Regions from separate parts of the Mus musculus genome. Here region 2 is linked to region 1. Evidence: chromatin contacts called from public promoter capture Hi-C data. All regions are on one chromosome and are shown on one strand. Each heading gives the region's core, a stretch centred on a gene start, on an enhancer-like site or on the middle of the called end of the contact. The rest is flanking DNA. Distances are from core to core; before and after follow the strand shown. Region 1 overlaps Vav2 (vav 2 oncogene). Region 2 has its middle 37 kb from the start of Rxra.

Region 1 (5,584 bases), core at 1,461-3,960:
TTTGGGTTCTGCAACACAGACCCCAAAGTTGACTGGAAACAGACCCCAAAAGTGACCAGGATGACTGGGAACAGAATGGTTCCTGCTACCAGCTATAGAACGCTCAGCAGGGGAGTCAAGGCTGTCTGGCCCTTGTAGACAAATGCCTGTGGGTCTCTGCAGCCCCAGGAAAATCCAGTGTGTCCTGCTGTTGGCACCTGGAGCTCTCTGCCTTTCCAAAAAGTTGCTCAGAGGCCCGGGCCAAAGCCAGTGGATCTATATGAGCTCTGGGATAGAGGAGGCTCTTAGCAGAACCTCTTGGGGAAAGAGTCTGAGGGAGCCACATGGTAGTCACCATAAATAGGAAGAAGGGATGGGGTACAGTAGGACCTGATAGCTACCTGCACGTGACCAGATGACTGTTTATAAAACCTGTTCCTGAGTGACCACAAAGGCAGAGAAGGGTCTGGGTGGCCTGGATGGAGACCTGACCAGTGTAGCTAGGATCACAATGATCATGGCTAAGCACAGTTGAGGCCGAAGAACAGCTAGTCGAGTCCGACTATGTCAGAGCCAAAGGCAAACCTTCTTGACCTCTCGGTAAGGCCAGCCCTGGGCCTCTGCACAAAGCCCTCAAGCCAGGCACGCTACTCACCCGCCCATTTGTCTCTCCTTTCCACCAGCCCTGGTCCCCACCAATTCGGCTGTAGATCTTCACCACATCACCTTCTCGCAGTGACAGCTCCCGCATGTCTCGAGCAGCAAAGTTGTACCTGGCCACGGCTGTGCCGATGACCCGCGGTGTGAACACTATTGGGGAAGACAGGGTGAGACATCAAACAACTGCAGGAGCTGCCCAGCCAGGGCTAGAGGTCCTCAGACTGAGCTGTGTCCCTTCCCTGGTACCTAGACTACGGCTTTGTGCCCACAGCTAGGAAGGTCTCTGGAGGAACACTAGCCTCCAGCTGAGGGCCTGTCACACCTGCATTTGGGCATATGACACATCTATGCATGCACTTAATGGGGGTTTGAGCTATCACCACCAATGCTGGGCCACTATCACAAGCAATAAGCATGCCATTGGTGAACAGAGCAGGCACCCATGCCTTGACCATCCCCACCCCAGGTCCCCAAACTAGATTGCAACCCAGTGGACTTGTTCAGCCCAGAACCCAGGAGTCCTGGGGACAGGTGACAATGGCAGTGAGGGGACACATGGCCTCACACAGAAGGGCTTTGGCTCTGGCAGCAGAAAGCACGTCAGACCAGGGATGACTAAAACCCTCTCCTCCACACCCATTCCTGTTCCCATGGCAGCTCTCCTGGCTGCAGAGTAGTCACCAGCTCTGCCCCCAACCCCATCTCCCAAACCAGAGGCAAAGCTCTCAGTGGCCGGGAAGGATGACAAGCTGATGAGGCAGGGACGTGTCCACCAGTGTGACCAGGGATGAGCCCTACCAAATGCGTCCTCATGTGCAGCAGCCTTGGCCAGATCCCCAGCCGTCCCCCTCCCCCCCAGCACCAGGCTGCACAGTCAGGGGGACCCATCAGGCTGGGCCCTGAGCAGTAGAGGTACCTGACCAGAAGGGAGCAGAAGGGGCCTGGGGGGCAAAGCTGAGGCCCTGAGGACTGAGAAAAGAAAAGTTGTAGGAAGCGCAGGAAGCTGCAAAGAGGCAAGAGAGAGCATAAGACAGGGTAGAGCCAAGGAGCCACAGGCGATGCCAGGCTCTACCTCAGGAGGATGCTGGGGAGGGCAGGGGCCTACCACAGGCACAGCTAGGCCACTGCTTGCTCTACACCTATGTCTTGAAAGGACACTGAGGCCAACTGTCATGGAGGTTGGCAAGCCTCTGCTGGTCTGCTCTGTCTGGGGTGGGGAAAGGAAGATCCCATAGTTCTGCAGGTCCCTGCAGACTGGAGATATGGGAAGCTCAGGGGAAAGAGCCCTGGGCTAGAAGCCAAAAGCTCTGGGCCTCTCTCTGCCCCGAGGTCCAGGCTGCACACTTGTCATCAGCTTTGAAATCCCCACTGTAGGCAGAGAGCTGCCTTGAATAGCCAAGGCCCCAGGGCACCCACGGAGGGCTCTGTTCTCAGATCCTGCCTTACTGCTTCTCCTTACTGTCAACTCCTAGCACAGGTGCCAAGAGTCAGGGTAGAAGTGTAGACCCCGTCTGCTACGTGAAATGAGAAGGGGTGTGAGTCAGGGCCACTGATAGATGTGGAGGGCCTGGCCCACATTCAGGGATCGGGCAACAACCCAGGGGGACAGGGAGATCTTGGCCCTTCACGTGGCCTGAGTAGATAACCCTGGACACAGGCATTACCTGGAGACCGGCTTGAGGCCCTGCTGGTGGTTCGCTCCCGAGACTTGTAGGGGAACTTGAGTGTAGTGTCCAACTGCTTGAAGCTTTCCTTGAGTGAGTGACACTGGTAGTACTCCACCAGCTCCTGCAGGGGTTGCACACTCACCAACCGCTGGAGACTCAGGAGCCCTCCCACCTCCTGGGTTCAAGGGATGGGCTCTTCTGAGACCCCCTCAATCTCACTCCAGCCAAGCCCAGCTAGGATGGCCAGTGCCTCAAAAACCTCTCCCTCAGGCGCAGGGCTCCCAAATATTGCTGAAAGAATGCTCTGGAAAGAATGCCAAAGAAAACAAACTGCTGACGACTGTGCCATCCATGCTGGAGGGAGGCACACCTGCAGGGCAGAATGCCACGAGGCTAGAGCCACTCAGAGGACTGGACAGCTACGAATGACGGCCACACAAAGAGGTGTGCTGTGGCTTTGTAGGAGCTCTGTGAACCACGGCCTGGCTGCCCCAAGAGGCACCTACAGTCTCACCAGATGGTGTGTGTTTGTTAGCTCTGGGCTGTGAAGAGGATTTCAGGCACTTTCTGTTTGCCTGTGTTTTCCTGTAGGTCACAGGGGGTAAAGGAAATCTCCAATGTCCTGCCAGGGGAGCCATGTTTGTGACTTAAGAAGAAAAAAAAAATACGGGGCCAGGTATGGTGGTACACGCCTTTAATTCCAGCCAAGTAGGAAGGCAGAGAGAACTCCACAGTGAGTTCCAGACCTGCCAGAGCTACATCATGTCTGTCTCCAAAAACAAAGAAAAAGGGTTGGGGTTGAGGTTGGGCTCGGAGGTAGGGCAATTGTCTAGTATGTGCAAGGCCCTGGGCTCTGTGCTAGTACCAAAAGGGAGTGGTGGAGGTCAAAATCAACTATTTTAGTGTCACTTTAAGGAATAGAATGCCTTTAACTGCATTCTGGTGGGGCTGACCACAAGGACGGGAGGAGAGGATCAGCCTGAGGCAACTGGTAATCTCATGTCCAAGGTGACATTTGAGCTAGGGAAAGTTTTGGAGTGACCCAACTCCGGTATAACATGACTCCAACTGTTCCCAGGAATCCTGTCAAGTGTCTCTAGATTTCTCTGGGAAGAATCACCCCTCCCTAGGCAGAGAGAACGGATCATCGGGGGCAGAGTGGACAGTGGAGAGCCCTTGGGCCTCTGGCCAGGGTCTGGAGCAGTGACAGTTACAGGTACACGTACCAGGAGGCTCTCAAACTTCTTAGCTTCCGTGATGTGGATCCAGCTATCTTTCTCCACCACCTTGATATGTTTCACCTCATCATTGAACCTGGATAGACAGACAGACAGACAGACAGACAGCCCCAGGCTTATTCCAGATCTGCTTCAGCAAAGATCCTGACCTACACCTCTACACTGACTGTGCAGCTGCCTCTCCAGCCCTTGGCCCACTCCATTTGAGCAGATCTTCCATATCTCTCCCTGCCTACTTTAAGTCCATACCCTAGAGTCCCCACTACCAACTCTGACCTCAGTCCCTAACCCCCTATAGGAGGCTCCAAAGCACGGAGCACAAGTTCATCAGGTCCCAGGGGCAGCGGCCCTGCCCTCATCATCTTTAGTTCAAGTGTATCTAACCTAGAGAGCCTTGGGAGGCTCCCAGCAAATGACAGCCCAGCCCATGTGAGGCAACACCAAGGTTCAAGATGTCACACAGACAGCAATCTCAAGCCAGTGTCCTGATGTCCATGGGTGTAGGAACTCAGTCAGTGAAGCAAGAGAACCTATCTCCCTAAATATGTCTACACATGACCCAAACATGTAACATGGACTGAACAGTGCTGAGGGATGGAGACATCCTAGGAATGCAAGGTTGGTTCAATACCCTAAGACTGGCTAAGGAGACACTGAATGAATGAGTGACCAAGCATTGCTCCACAGGACCACGGTAGGGACCTACCTGTGTTCACGTGGCTTTAACATGTGCTGTGAGCCAGACCAATAGGATCCCCACTGTGGTGTCCCAAAGACTAGGCAGACACAAGGCACTGTGGACACTCCTAGGATGTGGGAGTGCTGGCTGCCATGTCATTGTGTGGGGCTGGACACAGGCTATGAATTTCTTTAGGCCCTGAACATCATAGGACCTTTTGGGAAAGTGATGGCTCCTGGCAGTGTGACCTTCCTGAAGCGAGGAGACCTGGGGGCCTCTTGCTCGGCTCTAGCCCCTAGTGCCCACCCGCCCAAAAGGCCATGAGGATTCCTGCATCCACTGGCATCTGTTCCCAGCCTCTGTCACTGTAGCGAGAGGCTGTCTTACTATGGCTACCAAGAGGCTAGCTAGATCACGGAGCTTGCTTCACCCAGGAGCCCTGCTCAGGACTTGCATAACCCCACTGAATCACAGCAAATCATACACCTAGTAACAGGTCTAAGACTTGTGCCCATGGCTATCCTGGGCTGAGGAAAACAAACTTCAGGGTCTTGTTTGTTTTTTATCTGAGGAAAGATGCCCAGATCAAGGACCTGTAGCCCAAGCTACAAGGCTACCATGGGCACTGATGAAAGTCTCCAAGGGTCCCTAGATGCCACAAAGCAGCGTGATGCGTACATCCTGCATAAGACTCACTGGATTGGCTGCCAGTAGACCTCTGATGGCACTTCTCAGTGTCCTGCCAGCCCACCTTTCTCTGAAAATGCTAACCCAGCCCTTAGCTGGGTGACGTGGCCATGGAGCCCTGAACACGTGAGGAGATCTGATGGTAGCCCGTGTCCTCTGCTTCCATCTTGTCTGGGATTTTCTAGCCTGGGCATCAGAGAGAAGACCCACTCCACCTCCTCAGTAGCAGGCTAAAGAGGGACACTTATGGGCCCAGAGCTGCGGCTCACTTGATGCTGATGGCGAAGCGTTCTGCCTCTGCTGGACGCTCTCTGATGAGGTAGGTCCCACTGGCATGAGACTTGAGCAGATTGTCCGTCTGCTGCCGTTCCATGTTGCCAGCAAACCTGGGGTCAGAAAACCAGAGCTGAGACGTGATGCTGCCGGAGCAGTGCCTGGGGTGTGTGTGTGTGCAGGTGGAGTGGTCCTGGGGTGTGTGTGTGTGTGTGTGTGTGTGTGAGACACCTGCCTCGGGCTCTGCTCCTTGTCTGACCCTCTGAGGTGAGCAGACACATGACTGATGGTGGGGGGTGGGGGGTATGTGGCCATGTCCTGATACACAGGGCACAATGTGGGGACCAGAACCTCAAGTCAAGCATACAAAGGTATCTGGTAAAGACGTCACAGGGGAGAGA
Region 2 (5,584 bases), core at 957-3,456, 370 kb after region 1:
CAGCGTGAACTAGGATGTTATAACCATCTTGGCGCGAGCTGCCTCTTCCCTCTCCCCAAAATGTTCCTTCCCTCTTGTGAGGCTTTGGGCCCTTTCCTGACTCGTTCATCTGTAGGCAGGAGCTAGCAGGACAACTCTTGGGAAATGCTGGCAGCAGCCCATGTACCAGCTTTAGTCTTTGCCATGATGAGACTGTTCCAGCCCGGGACTCTAACCTTCTTACCTACTGCCTGTGTCCCACTCTGTGCCTCCTTGCTTCCACAAGGTGAGGATGACCCCCCATTTCTCAGATGAGGACGATGAAGCCTAGAGATATTTAGCAGTGGCCCTGGGGTGGCAGAAGGGAGGTGAACTTGACTTAGGCCAGGCTGATTGGAGGTCAGGGTTCTATACCAAGATCATCTCCTGGGCCATTCTGCACATATATCGTTCCTAGGTACCTCCTGTGTATACTCTGTCTCCTTGCTGCCCCTCCCTGGAAGGAAGAAGACCCCTTCCCACTGAAGCTCCTACCTAGAGCTCAGGGTCCTCATAGAGCCAGCTATCTGGTTATCTGGGACATTCTGTGGGTTCAGTCTATCCCACCAGCTCTAGAATCATGTTTACAGCCAAGGATACTCAACAGCAAGGATCTGAAGATCCTCAAGTGCGGATATGCCTGGAAGTCACTGGTCACCTTCTAACACCTTTACCCAATAGACCATTCCTTGGGCTTGTTGAATGACCAAGCCATCAGATGAAGGGACAGATGGATAGCCAGACACAGAAGCAGGCCAACAGATGTATGGCTGGCTTAGGGGTGACAGCCTGTGTCACAGAGGCTTCAGAGAGAGACATAGGTGTTTCTAATGGGAAAGGAGAGATGCTTTGGGCCCACACCAGCAGGTAGGGAGAACAATGTTGGGAGATAGTCAGAAGATAGTTCTCTGGCTGTCAAGCCCTTTCCTGTACCTGTGACAGACATGACTAATCAACCAGGGTTATGCTCCCACTGAAACTGGTTCCCAACTCTCCCAGTAAGCCAAGAGAAATAGATTGCAGGTAGCCCATGTGGGCTGCACTACAGCACTAACCTAGCTGTTATTATTGGAGACCCAAGTTTCTCTAGGCTTGTACAGAGGCCCATCCACATCTGGGTCTCACACTGGGGTTATATGTACCAGTAGAGGGACTCAAACATGCCTGGTTTCTTCCAGTGTTCTACACAGGGCTGGAATTGACTTTTTACCAGCATGGGGTCTAGGGGCACAGCTCTGGGTGCTCTGGTATGTATGGCTTGCTGGGGGTTGTTTTCTGCCCTTCATAGGCACGCAGCTCCTGGAGAGGTGATCTGGCCACAGACGGTCCAGAAGCCCCACTATCTGTATTGAGTGTCCCTATCTGATTTCACAGCTTCAGTGGTTCTCAGATATGTTCCAGAATGGGTATGTCATAGCCCAGTCCTCTGGGCAGCTGCCTGTCCAGTGGTTGGGCCTCAGGAACTCTTGGGGAAGCCCTACCAGACTGAGATTCCACACACACACATACACCCCAGTGCATGTGGTTGGGGCTGTGTGTGTGTTAAATAATGTCACATTTGTGGCTGGGAATGTAACTCAGTGAGAAACACGCAGGAAGCTCTGGGTTCATTTCCAGAATCAAACAAACCAGCTATGGCAGTGTGTGCTTGCCATCCAGCCTCTGGGGGTGGAGGGAGTAGGATGCACTCATTCAAGGTTGTCCTTGGCTGTATAGTGAATTTCAGGCCAGCCTAGGGGCACATGGGACCCTGTCTCAAAAAGGGGGTGGTGGTGACGAAGGAAAGGTCCTTCTGTGTCCTATCATGACTCCAAATACGGATCTTTCTCTCTTTTTCTTCAGAAGTGACCTGGCCCCTAGAGCCCAGCACCAGCACCAGCTGGAGGTCTGTGCTGGGATCTGACCTGGCCCAGACAGAAGCCGCCTAACTATGAGAGACCCCTCTGGCTGATACAATGTGTCTGAGCCTCATCTTGACCCTGGAAGTTCAGAAACTTCCCACACTTCTTGGGACCTCCTTCCTTCCTGGAATTTGGGGGATTCTTCATCAGTGTGCCCCTCCATGTAGAAACAGTTTGACTCTGAGAGGGGGAGCTTGAGGTGAAACTGGCCACCCTGCACATGCCAATCTGGGATGGGCCCCAGGGTTTGCTGGCCTCTGCCATCAGTTCCTCCCTCCATGTGTTGAGTGCAAGGCCCTGAGTAGACTTGCCTACAAGGGAGCCTGGGCCAACTGCCTGGTAGCTGCCCACTCACCCCTCCTGTCTGCCAAGCTGGCCACACGCAGCCTGTGCTTCCCACCCCTGAAAGTCAACAGGCTCGTTTTAGCAAATGTGGAAGCCACAGAGGCAGAAAGGTATAAACAAACTGCCCCTTCCCACCCCTGCCTCTTCCAGATCATTCCTTCTCACTGATGCTGTTCACCATCAATGAGCGCTGCGACAAGCCAGCTCTATACCAGACACACCAGGGCCTCTGTCCTCAGACAACCTATGATGATGACAGTCATTTCATAGATGAAGAAACTGAGGACCCAGGGAGGTGATCCAGTGGCCTAGGGTTGCAGAGAGTGTACTATGACCTCTGACCCCAACAGGCAGACATGAGGAAACCAAAGCGCTAGACCAGTGAGTGTGTGAACAACAAGGAACTCAGCCTCCAGCTCTCTGCAGGGGTCTCCATGTTAAGAAACTACAGAATCCCTTGTGTTTGTACCCTGGGGTGTCCAGTGGCACCAGAATTCTGTGTATGTGAGACACAGATATAAAGAAAATGAGGCCGGGTGGTGGTGGCACACGCCTTTAATCGTAGCACTTGGGAGGCAGAGACAGGCAGATTTCTGAGTTTGAGGCCCGCCTGGTCTACAAAGTGAGTTCCAGGACAGCCAGGGCTATACAGAGAAACCCTGTCTCGAAAAAACAAAACAAAACAAAAAACCAAAAAAAAAAAAAAAAAGAAAGAAAGAAAGAAAGAAAGAGAAAGAGAAAAATAAAAAGGAAAAGGAAAAGAAAATGAATCCAACAGACAAGCACTCCTCAAAGGTCCTTCAGAGGATCCATGAGTGAATGCTGTCAGGAGCCACACGCCCCTGTAAGACTTTCTATGGTGGTTCTGCAAGTTATCACAGTCCCAAAGACAGCATTTCACCACCGTTTCTATTTGCTCTTTTCTTGAGGCAGTATCGCTGCCCACAGCTATGTCGGCCAGGGCCCCTGCTGAAGATCCTGCCTAAGTCAACCCGTGTGGCCACAGGGCAAGCTGGCGGCAGATCACACCATCTGACCCCACCTATCTTGCCCGCTATGCCCCCGGGAAGACAGGCCTTCTTTCTCTCCTCTCTGAGCCTCCCTTCTGCCTGCCTTCCCAGCTCGATTAGCCAGATAAGGCTGTCTGCCAGGTGACTATTCCTCAGAAAAATGACTTCATTATCACCTTCAGGGCCTGGTACTGGAGGAGGGATGTGTGTGGCTGGGTGGACACCCCCTCCAGGGGCTCCTCCAGCAGCTGGGCCCAGGGTAACAGGCAGGGACCCCCCACCTGGAAGGCCTGATGGAGACTGATCTGTGGGAGTCAGGGGCTGGAGGGAAATATTACATTATGATAACAAATCACTCAGCTGATTGGAATTTAATTATGTCTCTTTTATCTTGGTGACAGTCTCACACCTGGGATCAAGGCCCTGGCTGCCAGAGATAGGCTGTGCTTAGGCAGAGGGATGGGGGAGCTTACCCCAGGGGATTTATAAAGCAGAGACCTCTCCTGCCCCTGCCCAGAGCAAGACCCAAGCTGTTCCCTCCCGCTCTGCCAGGTGGAGGTACAAAGGGGCCTGCCTCTCCACAGGGGGACTGAGTCCTCAGAGCGAGCAGGCAGCAGTTACATGGGTCTGTCTGGGCCCAGGAGGAAACTCAAGAGCAGCAGACTTGCTTTGGCCGGACTCCCAGAGACGAAACTTCTCTTTCCCCCTAGCTGTGTGCCTACTGTCCTGGCCAGCCATGGGGCATCAGTGTTAGGTTCGGAGGGGTTTGGAACCTAGAAGGCCTTTTGGTGTTGGCCTGTGGAATGGAGCAGACCAGGAAGTGGGGTGAGCAGCTCCAGAGCTCACCCCCAGCCCAGCAGACCTGTCAGAGAACAAAGGTCTAACAATCCCCCACTCCTTTCTCCTTAAAAAATGATTTCTTTATTTTGTAGGTGAGAGCATTCGCCTATATGTCTGTGTCCCAGGTGAAAGCTGGAAGAGGGCATCAGATTCTCTGCAGCTGTACTTACAGACTGGCACGTAGATGATGGGACTCGAACCCTGGTCCTCTGGAAGAGCAGCCAATGCTTTTAACCACTGACTCATTTCTAGCCTCTCTGCGTGTGTGTGTGTTTCAGAGACAGGATTTCTTTGTGTAGCCCTGGCTGTCCTAGAACTCTTTCTGCAGACCAGGCTGGCTTCCAACTAAGAGAGCCACCTGCCTTTGCCTCCTGAATCCTGGGATTAAAGGCATGTACCACTCACTGCCTGGCTTAAAGTGGCTTTCTTTGGTCCCTTTTCCTATCTAACATTCTGATGTGTCTCTACAATGGGTGAAGGGGTTGCTTCCTATTTTCCCAGGTATGAACTGTGACTGCTTCCGTGAGTATGGCCTGGGTACTTGGTAAGCTTGGTGACCTTCATGATTCCAGGTTATGTCAGGTCCGGGGGCTCTCCTTGATGTGTATATAAAGAGATAAAGAGAGGAAGGGATATGTTCTATAGAGGTGTGATGAAGTATGGGGGAAGTGGGTACCTTGGCAGGGTCCATGCTGAGGCATTCCCCCACTCCCAGTGATTATACCAAATGACAGTATAATATAGAGTAGAGTTTATTTAGGGCATGGGGAGGGGAGTTAAGAGGGTAGTAGAGGTAGAGAAAGGCAGAGAAAGAGGGAGGAAGGGAGGGAGAGAGAGAGAGAGAGAGGGAGAGAGAGAGAGAGAGATTGGTCATGAGCATGGGGAGAGAGAGGGGGAAGGGAAAGCAAGAGTAATAGAAAACAAGAGGGGAGCAAGAGAGAAAGGAGGGGGCAAGCAGCTCCTTTTATAGTGAGTCAGGCCTACCTGGTTGTTGCCAGGTAACTCTGGGGCGGGGCTTAGACAGAATGCTAACACTCCCAACTTTTGCTGGGCCCTCTCTTGGCAAGAGTCTGTTCTACTTGGATCTACTCTGGAAGAGACTGTGGTGCTTAGAGGGGCTTTGACACAGGGGCTGCCTGGTCCTGGATAAAGACTCAGGATCTACAATGGAGTCAGTTTGGGCATCTGCTTCACCTTGTGTCAAAGGCTGGGGAGTGGCCACAGGGACCAATGTTTAGTGGACTGTGTTGGGGACACCCTGCAGCCCTAGCAGGATGACTGTGGTCTCATAAACTGGCCAAGTTGCCAGTCACATCACATCACAGGGGCTGAGGTGACCCATCAGTCTCAGCTAATGGAAGGAGAGAGGAGGATGTCATTGCTTTGGGGACAGGGAAGGAATGGATGGGCCTCCTCTCCTGTCCATGCCAGGCAGAAGTTGGACAGTTATGTGGGGGTGGGGCAAAACTG

What was found. Capture Hi-C pulls out chosen DNA fragments and counts their contacts.
Region 2: a contact with region 1 is called in a promoter capture Hi-C map of liver, with 2.3 times the contacts expected there. The contact joins two enhancer-like sites. A contact is called at or near these places in 2 of 9 other capture datasets (embryonic stem cells and liver).

What each region holds. Positions count from the first base shown.
Region 1 is chr2:27,266,596-27,272,179 of GRCm38.p6, forward strand. It overlaps Vav2 (vav 2 oncogene), which reads right to left. Exons shown (of 28, transcript NM_009500.2): 23 at 5,180-5,296; 24 at 3,533-3,620; 25 at 2,304-2,427; 26 at 1,556-1,642; 27 at 635-789. Among named protein-coding and RNA genes, the nearest start is that of Sardh, 22 kb to the left of the region's middle. Within about 2 kb of position 2,711, at least 9 of the 459 cell types and tissues checked have an H3K27ac peak or open chromatin away from gene starts, as enhancers often do. A contact at or near this core is called in liver, where this site is marked.
Region 2 is chr2:27,637,560-27,643,143 of GRCm38.p6, forward strand. No RefSeq gene overlaps it. Among named protein-coding and RNA genes, the nearest start is that of Rxra, 37 kb to the right of the region's middle. Within about 2 kb of position 2,207, at least 12 of the 459 cell types and tissues checked have an H3K27ac peak or open chromatin away from gene starts, as enhancers often do. A contact at or near this core is called in liver, where this site is marked.